Linked DNA regions of Sus scrofa: region 2 is linked to region 1. Evidence: chromatin contacts called from public HiChIP or PLAC-seq data. All regions are on one chromosome and are shown on one strand. Each heading gives the region's core, a stretch centred on a gene start, on an enhancer-like site or on the middle of the called end of the contact. The rest is flanking DNA. Distances are from core to core; before and after follow the strand shown.

The links. HiChIP or PLAC-seq counts read pairs in DNA pulled down with a chosen protein or histone mark.
Region 2: an H3K27ac HiChIP or PLAC-seq map of skeletal muscle shows a contact between it and region 1. The contact joins two enhancer-like sites. A contact is called at or near these places in 4 of 47 Hi-C or Micro-C datasets (brain, embryonic fibroblasts and skeletal muscle) and 2 of 2 datasets of contacts at active chromatin or transcription factors (alveolar macrophages and skeletal muscle).

The regions. Positions count from the first base shown.
Region 1 is chr10:27,236,713-27,243,603 of Sscrofa11.1, reverse strand. C10H9orf3 (aminopeptidase O) reads left to right here. Exons shown (of 19, transcript XR_002336299.1): 7 at 2,685-2,791. Among named protein-coding and RNA genes, the nearest start is that of MIR23B, 160 kb to the right of the region's middle. Within about 2 kb of position 3,838, at least 50 of the 83 cell types and tissues checked have an H3K27ac peak or open chromatin away from gene starts, as enhancers often do. A contact at or near this core is called in skeletal muscle, where this site is marked.
Region 2 is chr10:27,351,329-27,357,747 of Sscrofa11.1, reverse strand. All of the region lies in intron 5 of C10H9orf3 (aminopeptidase O), which reads left to right. Among named protein-coding and RNA genes, the nearest start is that of C10H9orf3, 120 kb to the left of the region's middle. Within about 2 kb of position 3,272, at least 16 of the 83 cell types and tissues checked have an H3K27ac peak or open chromatin away from gene starts, as enhancers often do. A contact at or near this core is called in skeletal muscle, where this site is marked.

The DNA.
Region 1 (6,891 bases), core at 2,589-5,088:
GTCCATGATTTTCTTTTCTGTGGAAAGGTTCATTTGTGTCCTATATTAGATTCCAGATATAAGTGATATCATATGGGATTTGTCTTTCTCTTTCTGACTAACTTCACTCAGGATGAGAGCCTCTAGTTCCATCCATGTTGCTTCAAATGGCATTAACTCTTCTTCTTCTTATAAGGACACCAGCCCTACTGGATTAGGGCAGGGCCCCAAACCTTTTTTTCTTTTTCTTTTTCTTTTTCTTTTTCTTTTATAGTTGTTTTACAGTGTTCTATCAATTTTTGCTATACAGCAAAATGACCCAGTCATACATACATACACATTCTTTTTCTCACATTATCCTTCATCACGCTCCATCACAAGCGATTGGATACAGTTCCCAGTGCTACACAGCAGGATCTCATTGCTTATCCATCCCAAATGCAGTAGTTTGCATCTACTAACCCCAAGCTCCCAGTCCATCTCACTCCCTGCTCCTCCCCCTTGGCAACCACAAGTCTGTTCTCCAAGTCCATGAGTTTATTTCTTTTCTGCAGATAGATTCATTTGTGCCATATATTAGAATCCAGATATAAGTGGTATCATCATATTTGTCTTTCTCTTTCTGACTGACTTCACTTAGTATGAGTTTCTAGTTCCATCCATGTTGATTCAAATGGCATTACTTTGCTCTTTTTTATGGCTGAGTAGTATTCCATTGTGTATATGTAGCACATCTTCTTAATCCATTCATCTGTTGATGGATGTTTAGGTTGTTTCCACGTCTTGGCTATTGTGAATAGTGCTGCAGTGAACAGAGGGGTGCATGTATCTTTTTCAATACAAGTGTTGTCTGGATGTATGCCCAGGAGTGGGATTGCTGGGTCATATGGTAGTTCTATATTTAGTTTTCTGAGGAACCTCCATACTGTTTTCCATAGCCGTTGTACCAGTTTGCATTCCCTCCAACAGTGGAGGAGGGTACCTTTTTCTCCACACCCTCTCCAGCATTTGTTATTGGTTGACTTGTTAATGGTGGCCATTTTCACCTGTGTGAGGTGGTACCTCATTGTAGTTTTGATTTGCATTTCTCTAATACTTAGTGATTATTTGAGCATTTTTTCATATGCCTCTTGGCCATCTGTGTTATCTTCTTTGGAGAAATGTCTATTCAGGTCTTCTGTAGGGCCCCATCCTTTTGACATCATTTAACCTTCATTACCTCCTGAAAGGCCCGGTCTCCAAACACAGTCACACTGGCGATGAGGGCTTCAACTTGTGTGATATGTGTTGGGGAGAGACAATTTAGCCTCTAACAACAGGGCACACAAGGTTCATTGGTCACCTGGCCTCTGCTGGCTGTTTGGTACCTCTGTCCCTCCCTGGATGGCATCTTGCTCCCTGCCTGACCCTATCCCTCACCGTTTTCTAAACATGTCACACTCTTTTCAGGCCCCATGAGCCTGGCACATGCTTTCCTTCCTCCTGAAACTCCTCCTCCCCTGGACGACTCCCCTGTCCCTGGGGACCGGTTCAGGTGCCATCACCTCCTCAGGAAAGCCTTCCTACCACCCTGATGGGCCAGGGAGCATCGGGGTTCTTCCCTGTCATCACTGCATTTTTTTTTTTCCATCTTTTTAGGGCCACACTTGTGGCATATGGAAGTTTCCAGGCTAGGGGTTGAATCAGAGCTGCAGCTGCCGGCCTACACCACAGCTCACGGCAACGCCGGATCCTTAACCCGCTGAGCAAGGCCAGGGATTGAACCTGTATTCCCATGGATACTACTAGTTGGGTTCATTATCACTGAGCCACAACAGGAACTGCCCTGTCACTACATTTTGACCGTTAGTGTTCTTATCTGGACTCTTCAGGAAGCTGTGTCCATTTTGTCCCCAGGGCCTGGCGGAGCATCAGTAAGTAACTGTCAAGGGAACTATTAGGGAGCTTTAATTTCCAGAAATGCCTGTGGATGCAGCCCTTTCCCTCCCCAGTGGGCACGCTGCTGCCCTCCCCTGTGGAGGGTACAGCCGTGGGGGCCTCAAGAGCACGTGGAGGAGGGCAGCCCATTCTGACCAGCAGGGCAGGGAGCAAGGCCGTCTCTTTCCCCAAGCCTGCGTCCAGGCAGCTCGGCCTTTCTGCTTCTATGCAAACAGAATCATCTGGGTCACATTAGCCGGCTCCACTGTAAACAGCCCTGACAAACTGAGGGCTGGGGAGAATAGGAGGTAAATGGAGGGGGCCTTTCCCACCCGATGCAGGACAAAGCAGGAAGGGGCTGGGTGGAACCAGAGTGCAAACGGCCCCCTGGGGAGGCCTGCTCACAGGCTCGCTCTCTCTCTCTCCCAAGTGGGTAGGGGTGTGGGTGGGAGGGGAGGTTCCAGGACAGGGTGAGGGTGGGGGCTTGGGGGGGGTAGGGTTGTGGGGGAGGTTCCAGGAGGGGGGGGCGGTGTGCGCCTCCCAAAAAGGCCCGGGGGTTGGGGGGGTGAGGGCTGGTTCTACGTTTGCGGACCTCAGAGGCCCTCTGACCCCTCTACTACTAGGGCACAAGGCAAGGCAGGGGCCTCTGTGCCACCGACGCCCCCAACCCCCTCTTCGCCTGCAAAAAAACCAAAACTCTCCGCTCCATGGGACGGCTCTGACCCTGCGTGAGGACAACAGTGACTGTGTTTTGTGCATATGTGTCTGTGTGTCTGTGGTCTAAGCAGCTGGCCCCCCACGAGGCCCAGGAGCAGCAGGAGCTGAGGGCTTGCCTGCGCTGGCGTCGCCTCCGGGACGAGGTGCGGAGCTCCCCTGAGGAGATGCAGGTGTTGAGGTAAAGCATCACGTGATCCCGCCCCCCTCCTTTCCTTCAAGCCTCATCCAGGCCATCTCCTTAAATCGGCTGTTTCCTTTTAAAATTAAATTGGGCTGGATTACTCATCCTCCCAGGGACAGGATTGTTATGTTTTAAGTCGTTCAGGGTGTGGGTTTGGATTTGCCTTCTGACATTTTCCCTGGGTGTCTATTCAGGAAAAAAAAAAAGCACGGGGCCGTTTCCGGGACCACATTCTTCACTTGAGGTCGTAATAGTCACTCTGTGTGGTGGCTGCGGACTTGGAGAAGGTTAAAGTCCGGTAGCCTGGCAGACAGTAACCCTTGAAAGCCAAACGGGGTGGGGGGAAGAAAAAAAACCTTTAGGAAAATATTGATTCCTAAGTGTTTAGTAGTAACAGATGTTTGTGTCAATGGGGCCTTTTGTTCCGGATGCAGCCCCGCAGGAGGCCACTCCTGTGCTGGTGGGAGGATTCTGCTCTCAGCTCCTGTGTTTTATTTTCTGAGTGTGTCCTGCAGCACTTGTTAAGGATTACTTCTTGCCATTTTTTTTTTCTTTTTTTTTTGGTTCCTCTGTTTGCTCCTTCTCGTCAGGTCTCTAAATAGTTGTTTATCTGAAACCTCAAGCCTAGGCCCCAGGAGCACTGCAGTTGCCATGGCAACAGAAGCTTCCCTCCTGCCCCCTCTTGCTTGGAGCCCAGCCTTTGGACTCGGTGGTCAGACAGGTGGGAAGGCGGCCATCCAGGAGTCACCCCTCTTTTTAGATGGCTGTCCTGAAGGCCAATTCCTGGGCAGAAGCCCGCCTGCATGGATTTTGCTTCTGTTGTTTATTTTTAATAAACAACACCCCCCTGCAACACACACACACACACACACACACACACAGAGGTGGCTTCCCCCTAAGGCTGGAGTCTGAGGGAAATGCGGGCCCAGCCTGACCCCAGCGAGGCCGACCAGTCCTTCTGTGCTGCCCGGCAGCCAGGGTGTGGCCGCTCTTCCCACGAAGAAGTCCCCCCTCTCACGCTAACTGCTGCTGTGGCTGACTCATCCATTGTTTAGGAAAGCCAGAGCCAGGAGCCCTGCCTGCCCCACCCAGCGCCACTGTTCACACATCCGGTCACTCAGCCAGCGGGATGGCCACACCCACGGCCAGCGTGCACAGGGTCCCTGCTCTCATGCAACTCGCGGTCAGTTGGGCCCCTCTTGCATGCACGGCTAGTGACAGGTGGTAAGAAGCGGTGTGAAGGGAGCACAGAGATTGACAGCAAGGAGGATGCCTCTCTGTAGAGCACCAAGGCCTTAAGGCAGGAGGCACACGGCTTGGCATGCTGGTGCTGGAGGGACAGAGAGGAGGGCAGCGTGGTAGGAAGAGCAGGGAGAGGCAGGCAGGCGCTGGAGCTTCCAGCCTTCCCCCAAGTGCAACTGGAAGCCGCCCAGGGCCTTCAGCAGGGAAGGATCCCTGCTCTGCGGGCAGCAGACAAAAAGCAAGGAGATGGGTTAGAACGTGGCAGTAGACGGTCACGCTTCCAGTCCTGCTGGTCACAGGACAGACACGAGAAGCCAACCTATTTAAGACAAGTTTTGGCAGTGGGACTGGCAGGTCTTTGGTCTATTGAGTGTGGAGAGGAGGCAACTGAAAGTGTCCAGAATGACTTCTAGGCTTTTGACTTGAGCAGCTGGGCAGACAGATGGCGGTGCCATGTGGTGAGATGGTACAGACTCCGGGTGGAGCAGGCTTTGGAGGGAAGAATCAAGATTCCCATTCGGCATGTGTTAAGGTTGACGTGCCAAATAGATACTCAACTATTGAGAACTCAGTGGGGTTTACAAGTCAGGAGCTCACTGGAAAAAATGGGGACATTCAGCCTATGGCTACTGACAATCCCAAGCCTGGTAAAATCACTGGGAAAGAAGAAGGTGGGAGAAGAGGTTGGGAGGAAGAGGCGGAGCCAGCGGAGGAGCTGGGGAAATCAGTGCAGAGAGAACCCAGGTGCCAGGAGTCCTGGAAGTCAGGAAAGGGAGTGAGTCAAAAATTGTATTGGGAAAATAACAATTAAAAAAAAAGAAAAGAAAAGAAAGAAAAGAAAGTGAGTCAAGAAGATGGGAATGGGATGTTGGATGCTGCCGAGGGCCGTGGGACGGGGAGGGAGAGAAGGGGCCCTGGAGTGAGTGTGGGCCCTGCAAAGGATGCTGGTGACCTTGACGGGCATGCATGTATTCATGAGTTGTGGAGAAGGGAGCTAGATCGAAGTGACGAGTGAGGGGAGATCAGGAAGCAGAGACACTGGGTGTGGACTGTGTGAGAGAAGTTGTGCCGGAAGGGGAGGTAGATGAAGATCAGAGAGGTTTGTTTTAAGGTGGCTGCTGCGGGAGCACACTTATGTGCGAGCTGTAACTAGGCCAATCCCGTCAGCTCTCAAGGCTCGATGCTTCCATTCCCCAAGTCCTTTGGAAGCCTCCCGTTCTGCATGCCCCTAGTCCTTTGGTGGAGTTAGGGGCATTATAATTAACATTCCTTGGAGTTCCCGTTGTGGCTCAGCAGGTAAGGAACCCGACCAGTATCCACGAAGACACAGGTTCAAGCCCTGGCTCCCCAGGTCAAGGATCCGGCCTGGCCGTGAGCTGCGGCATAGGTCACAGATGTGGCTCGGATCTGGCATTGCTGGGTGTGGTGTAGGCCGGCAGCTGCAGCTCCGATTTGACCTCTCGCCTGGGACCTTCCACATGTTGCAGGTGTGGCCCTAAGAAGCAAAAATAATAAGAATAATAATAGTAATAACATTACTTGATGAAATAAGTTCCCAGCTTATAAGCAGTCAGAAGGACAGTGGGAAATCCGTACACATGTGCAGAGAGCGTTAGCTCTAGACTTGGTGGTGCTTCTAATGTCCAAGAGCTTGTCCTTTGTGTGTGGAGCTGGGAGAAGGAATACACTATTTTTAGACCCCTGTGCTAGAAGGCTTATTATGGCATTTGTTTTTCTTAGTATTCAGAAATTGTGTTTGCCTAAATTTAGGCTAACCGTGAAATGACTGCATTTGAAAGATTTGTTGCACATCACTATAGAAAATATTGTTATCCGATGCACTGACCGTGAAGAGGAAATGTTTCTGAACCGATCCCAAGTTACATAGTCTAGGTTTAGTTTCCTCTCCTTCCCTAGAATCCTCCCTTAAATGGGCACGGAGAGCCTCAAAATAAGTGAAAGGAAGAACCAGACTTGTGAGAATCTGTCCTCAGATTTTTGTTGTACTACACAGATGAGACCTGGAAAGAAGTCCCGGGAAACCACACAGTAATCAAAGGTGTTATCTTTCTGGTCTTGAAATGATGGACCAAGAACAACTTAGAAATCTGGGTTTCAGGAGTTCCCATCGTGGCTCAGTGGTTAACAAATCTGACTAGGAACCATGAGGTTGCAAGTTCGATCCCTGGCCTTGCTCAGTGGGTTAAGGATCCCGAGTTGCCATGAGCTGTGGTGTAGGTCCAGCGTTGCTGTGGCTGTGGTGCAGGCCAGCGGCTACAGCTCTGATTTGACCCCTAGCCTGGGAACCTCCATATGCTGTGTGGCCCAAGAAAAGACAAAGAAAAGAAAAAGAAATCTTGGTTTCATGTTGCCAGACAGTGGAAGCATCTCTTGCCCGTCTTTGCAGCAACGTTCATCATGGTGGACCACTCCCTCTTTCTAAAAACACTTTCTTCGCTTCTGTGTGTCACACTCTCCTTGATCTCCTTCTGTCTCCATGCCAGTGCTTCCCCATCTTTCCTGCTGGCTGTTATCCATCTTCACTTAGATGACTCACGGCTCGAAAGCCTGGTTACAGTGTCTAACATCATACAGCTGATAAAGGGCAGAGTGGGGATTAAAACAATCCTCTCTTCCCTATACCATCCGTCTGCCTCCAAAGAACTTGATTTTAGTGGCCCTCAAAAAAAAGAAGGAAAAAAAAAAGTTCTCATCGTGGCTCAGCAGGTGAAAAACCTGACTAGTATCCATGAAGACGAGGGTCCCATCGCTGGCCTTGCTCAGTGCCTTAGGGATCTGGCATGGCTGAAGGCCCGCCACTGTAGCTCTCATGAGACCCCTAGTCTGGGAACGTC
Region 2 (6,419 bases), core at 2,023-4,522, 110 kb before region 1:
TACACGCCCAGCCCAAGAATCTTTGATTTTTGCCCTGGTGCTTCCCAAGATGTTTAGCGTGGCTTTGAAAACAGGGCTGTTTAACTGCTGTTGCGAAGACAGCAGGGCAGGGTGGGGAGGGAGGGAGAGCACGGGGGCAAGGAGGGAAATTGGCTCCCCCCAAGTGACTATTTTTAAAGTTTGCTTGCCTACTGAATAGCTCAATTTACAAATCCTACTGGATATCGTTTTGACCTTCCCCACTTTTCTTTCCCGCTGAAAGCGTGATGGATGCGTTGGTGGGAGGCAGACCATTTGTTCTATAGTGTCTGCCATGTGCGTGTTCCCTTATGAACACCGGACCCCTCCACTCCCCTGGATACGGGATACGCACCCCACATTGTCCAAGGCATCCTGCGGGAGGTATCCCAGCCCAGATTTCTTAGGAGGTGGGATCTCAGACCCCAATTAGAAACACTCCAGGAAACACACATCTTTATTTATGAAATAGTCTTATGTGAGCCTTGGCAGGGACACTCACTTATTTTAAATGGGTGAAGTAAACATTACCGTGCTGCAGGGGAGCGCCTTCTTAGGCGGACTGTGACTTTGAAGCCCAGTTTGAAGGTTTTACATTGGAACATGCAGTGCTCTTTTTTTCCTTGGCGTGGGCTCTAGAGAATGTTGTTTCCTCATTTAGTAATTGGAGAGTTAATGGGGTTCTTTGTGATGCTACTGTAGAAGAGAGACTGCGTTTTATTCGATTCTGGGACTGTAATTAATGTGGCGCCCATCGGCGTGGTTAGAGTTAAGACTGCTTCAGCTTTTCCAATATAAACTCACATTCAGGGGTTTATAACCAGCTATAAAAACTGGCTTCTAGGAGTTCCTGTCGTGGCGCAGTGGTTAACAAATCCGACTAGGAACCATGAGGTTGCGGGTTCGGTCCCTGGCCTTGCTCAGTGGGTTAAGGATCCGGCATTGCCATGAGCTGTGGTGTAGGTTGCATACGCGGCTCAGATCCCCATGTTGCTGTGGCTGTGGTGTAGGCCGGTGGCTACAGCTCCGATTCGACCCCTAGCCTGGGAACCTCCATATGCCGCATGAGCGGCCCAAGAAAATGGCAAAAAGACCAAAAAAAAATTGCCTTCTAGCTGCAGACCTGGCATATTCAGTGTCAGCCTAGGAATAACCTTTACTTTAAAAAAAAAAAAATTCTTTTTAAAAAGATAATTAAAAATTCAGTTAAGTTACAAGGAAAAATAAAAATAGCTCCTTTTTTTAAAAGCAAAAACTTGTGACCTATTTTTAAAATGGAGAAAGGGCTGTTACATATTTTTTTCATGTCTTCAAAGGAAAATACAGCAATACCCCTGTGAAAGATATTTTAAAAGGATATTATTTCAGTTTTCCTTATGGTGACAGGCAAGGCATTAGTGAATGCCCGCCTTGTTCTCCCAAGACATGAGCCTTCCACTGGATTACCAGCAAAGCTGTTTTGTCAGTAAGCTTCAAGTTCATTGTAACAAAACTTCTGGCCAGCCTCTTCCTGGCAGATGGAAATATGACCCACCCTTCCTGGTGCGAGGCCATAGCTGCTCACTTATTCCACTGCTCCGCCTGTCGGGACTCAGTGAGTAGCCTAGGTGCAAAGCCAAGTTAGAGACCCACTTAGGGAGCTGGGGAACCTTCTCCCAGCCCTGGCTCTGCATCCCACAAAGGTGGGGAAGAGAACGACTCTCTAGGATTGCCTCTCTAGGAATCTCTTTCCAATTCAGCAGCATTTGTTGGAGCAAGTAGCTTTAGGTGGGGCCCGTTTTGTACATAAGGAGAGGTAGATGTGGCAGTTTGTCCGGGCAATTGAAAAGCTCTCCAAATAGACCCACTTTTAAGCCTTCATGTTAGGCCGGTTTACTTTTAGCCACTCTTTTTCTTCTTCTTTTTTTAGGGCCAAACTCGTGGCATATGGACGTTCCCAGGCTGTTCGTCGAATCGGAGCTGCACCAATGGCCTACCCCACAGCCACAGCAACGTGGGATCTGAGTATTTCTGCGACCTTATACCACAGCTCACGGCAACACCGGACCCTTAACCCACTGAGCAAGGCGAGGAATCAAACTCTCATCCTCATGGATATTAGTTGGCTTCTTAACCCGCTGAGCTACAACAGGAACTCCTAGCCACTCTTTGCTTAGCATCCAGCCTCTTGCTAAATGCCCTGTGATGATCATGATGGTAGGGTGGTTGTGATGGGGGAAGGTGAAGAGGTAGCATCGGTCATGATGATGGTGCTGATAATGTTAGTAGTGGAAGTGGCCATGGCTGTGGTGGCACCAGTGGTGGAAATGGGGGAAGTAACTGGTGATGGATAGAGATGGCGGTGGCAGCATTAGGGGCTACAGGCTCCTGCCTGCAGAAGCCATTCTTTATCTTTGCAGAAGCAGTGGCTTAGGAAATTCCCTTGATGTCCCTTCGCTACACACAGGATGTCCGCAGAGCTAACAACTGAGTTTTGATAGATCTTGCCTATCCATGAACAATGAGATTGGTTTATGGGTGAGATGAGTACATGCCCGTTTCCACAGGTCTCTGTTTTAGAGTCAGAGAACAGCTCATCTTTCTGTGGTTTCCAGCTTTGGATCAAGGAACACAGTAACCTGAAGCTCTGGAACCAGAGCCATTAGTAGAGAGTGGGACACATCTAGCATTTCTACCAAAATTGAATTGCTACTGTGCCCTATTTTTTACGTACATGAATATCCATAAATCCTTTCCACAACTCTGTAAAATAGGGGTTTTTTTATTATTATTATTTTGGTTTTTCTAATTTCGGAAAGTGAGGCTTAGCTCATGGGTAGCAACATTGGGATTTGAAAACCACAGCCTGCGTGACCTCAAATCCTTTACTTCTTCCTCCATTGCAGCCATCAGAGAACTATTTCAGCCCTTCTAGAACATTCTAGAATGTTTCTTGTCTTTACTTAGGTATGAGTATGAGCAGAAATTCATAAGAGAATAGGCTATATTTGGTTTTCTCCTCTAACTTAGCTTGCGGGCAAATAATGTCTTTTCTCCCTACATATTTCCTTATACTCATAGTGTACTCAGATGACCCTTTTAAAATTCATATGGGAACTATTTGGAGGTTCTTCCCGCATGTTTTCAAGGCTGGAACTGCCGAGTGATCTTTTCCTGACCTGGCTGGTCTTTGGCCAAATAGGACATTGAGCAAGCCAGAAACCAGGCCCCAACAGAAAAAAGCAAATAGAGATAAATATTTATCCTCGTCCCAGTGGGATCCCTAGGTTTTCAGGATCAAAGGCCTACTTTGTTGTGTACGTCTGTTCGAGAGCCTTGGGTAAGTATACAGAAGCAAGCAACTGGCAGTGTGGTAAAGACTCTGTGGTACCCAGGCTCTTTAACGCTCAAACAAATTCCCTGGTGATATTGAAAACAAAACAAAACAACAGAATCCTGTTTGTTAAAATAAAAATTGAAATCACATGCCTTAGGCACAAAGTAAGAAAAAGGAGAAACAGAGTGGGAACAAAAAGAAAAGAAAAAAGATGAGACGTGAGAAAGAAAGGATCAGAGACAGCAGGAAAAAGAAAGATGCGGAGCAGCAGTTCTGGAGTTGGTACAGGGAAATATTTCTATAGGAAGTATGGAGCAGATACTATGAGAGATGTTTATGCTTCCTCTTCTGTGCATTTTCTTTTCACTTTCCTGATAGTGGCCTTCAAAGCACAAGAGTTTTTAATTTTTGATGAAGTCTACTTTATCTGTTTTTTCCCTTCGGTTGCTTTTGCTTTTGGGGTCATATGTAAGAATTGCCTGATCCAAGGTCATGAAGATTTATACCTATGTTTTCTAAGAGTTTTACACTTTTAGCTCTTTCATTTAGGCCTTAAATCCATTTGAGCTGATTTTTGTTTATCGTATGAGAACTTCATCCTTTTGGGTGTGGATATCTACTTCTCCCAGATTTTTATTCCTTAATTCAACAAATATGTGTGCCAGACATTGTGTTCAATGCCAGGATTAGAACTTTGAACAAAATAGCAGTATCAGAATGTTTCAGAACCCTGGAGACAAAAAAAAAGCAATTCAAGAAATTTGGAAGATAAAGTAGACCTTTAGAGGGTTTAGACTCTTGAGCATTTGTTTGTTTCAAGGATAATACAAGGAAACTTTTTTTTTTTTGCTTTTTTACGGCCACACCTGTGCCATATGGAGGGTCCCAGGCTAGGGGTCTAATCAGAGATACAGCTTCCAGCCTATGCCATAGCCACAGCAACACCAAATCTGAGCCACGTCTGCAACCTATGTCACAGTGCCCGGCAATGCATAGGTTAACCCACTGAGCGAGGCCAGGGATCGAACCTGCAACCTCAGGGTTCCTAGTCGGGTTTGTTTCTGCTGCGCCACGATGGGAACTCCAATGCAAGGAAACTTGAATTAGGATTACCTAGATTGCTAATGAATGATTATACACACACACACACACACACACACACACATATATAATATATGATTCCTGTATAACTCAAGTAAAACAGTCACTACTTTATATATTGAAAGCTCTTGTATTATTATCAAATATCTGAATATCACTGATTTCTATTTTTTTAAGATTTTTATTTTTTCTATTATAGTTGATTTACCATGTTCTGTCAATTTCTGCTGTACAGCAAAGTGACCCAGTTATACAAATACATACATTCTTTTTCTCACATTATCCTCCATCATGTTCCATCACAAGTGACTAGATACAGTTCCCTGTGCTACACAGCAGGATCTCATTGTTAATCCACTCCATATGCAATAGTTTGCATCTATTAACCCCAAACTCCTGTTTTCTGTTTTTCAACATGAAAAACGTAAGACTTTCTGTGGCCTTATTTGGAGATCCAAAGAAGTGAGGTCGTTGTCTAACCACATACCAGACTGCAGTTGTGGAAATCATTCTTCCAAAAGCCTATTGACGAAGAAATGTTTTAGATGAGAAACATGATATATCTCTGGAAAGAGAAGTAAGAAACTATTCCACCATTCCTAAATGGATGCACTTTACAAAAGAAGCCGTACCCATGATGCCAGGGCACTGGGCAGAGTTTCCTTGAGCAGCTGGCTGCAGCTGTTCTTACTAACAAAATTCTTCTCTCTTCCATAAAAACACCCACAAAACATCTGTGTGAATACTCCCTACTCACTCTGGCCACCTGGCAGGTGCTGACTGGCCCCAGAGAGAACCTGTTCTCCTCTTGCACCTAGATTTCTTTTGCTGTTCATTCCCTAAATGGAGGGAGAACAAAATATTTTGATGCTAGCAGTCCCTTGGCATTTGGGGCATTTGGTAGTTTGGGTACTATGTGACTTCATGACTGCAGGTGGCACAGGGGAGCTCTGTAAAGGGGAAACACAATGACACATTCACAGGCATGTGTCTTGACTTTGCACAGTCTTAAGGGTTCATGTGTGTGAAAGAGCAGTGTTAGGAAAATGACTGCGTGAAGCACATCAAGTGTTTGACTTACTTAAAATGGGAAAGGAACGACTTCCAACATAGGAACATTTCATCAGGAATGGAAAAGGGAAAAGTAATGAGCATTAAAAATATCATGTTGAATCCTAGAAGAAAACATGAATGAATTCCTTTTTTAACCTGAAAGTGGAAAAAATCCTGTTTTCAGAATCAGAACCAGTAAAACAAAAGATTGATAACTTAGACCACATTGAAAGAAATGCATTTGCATTTAAAAAAAGAAAGAAAGAAAGCAAAGCAAATGACTCACTGGGAAAAAATTATCTGCAGTTTATGCCGCAGACAAATAAATAATGAGCTTCTAAAAACAGAATAGAAAAAAGAAAACCCACAACCAGAAAAATGAGCTAGAGATATAAACAAGCAATGCACAGAAAAGAAATGCAAACCTCTCTGAAGCCTATAAAAAGATACCCGACTTTGCTCGTCATAGAGAAATGCAAATTCAGATTGCGCTGAGATGCCATTTCTTACCTATCAGACTGGCAAAGATCCAAGAATGTTACAAAATGCTCTTTTGGTGGAGCACAGGGAAACAGGCAGTATAATTTGCTGGTAGAAATGCAAAACGGTTTCACTTCCATAGAGGGGAATTTATAATATCTAGCCTTTGATTCAGCAGTCCGACTTCTAGGAAATTATACAAAAATGCACTGGCAGGAGTTCCTGTTGTGGCTCAGTGGGTTAAAAACCCAGCTAGTATCCATGAGGATTCAGGCTTGATCCCTGTCCTCACTCAGTGGGTTAAGGATCTGTCATTGCCATGAGCTGTGGTGTAGGTCGCAGACGCGGCTCAGATCCAGCATTTCTTTGTCTGTGGTGTAGGCTTGCAGCTGCAGCTCCAATTCCACCCCAGCCCAATAACTTCCACATGCCATGGGTGTAGCCCTAAAAA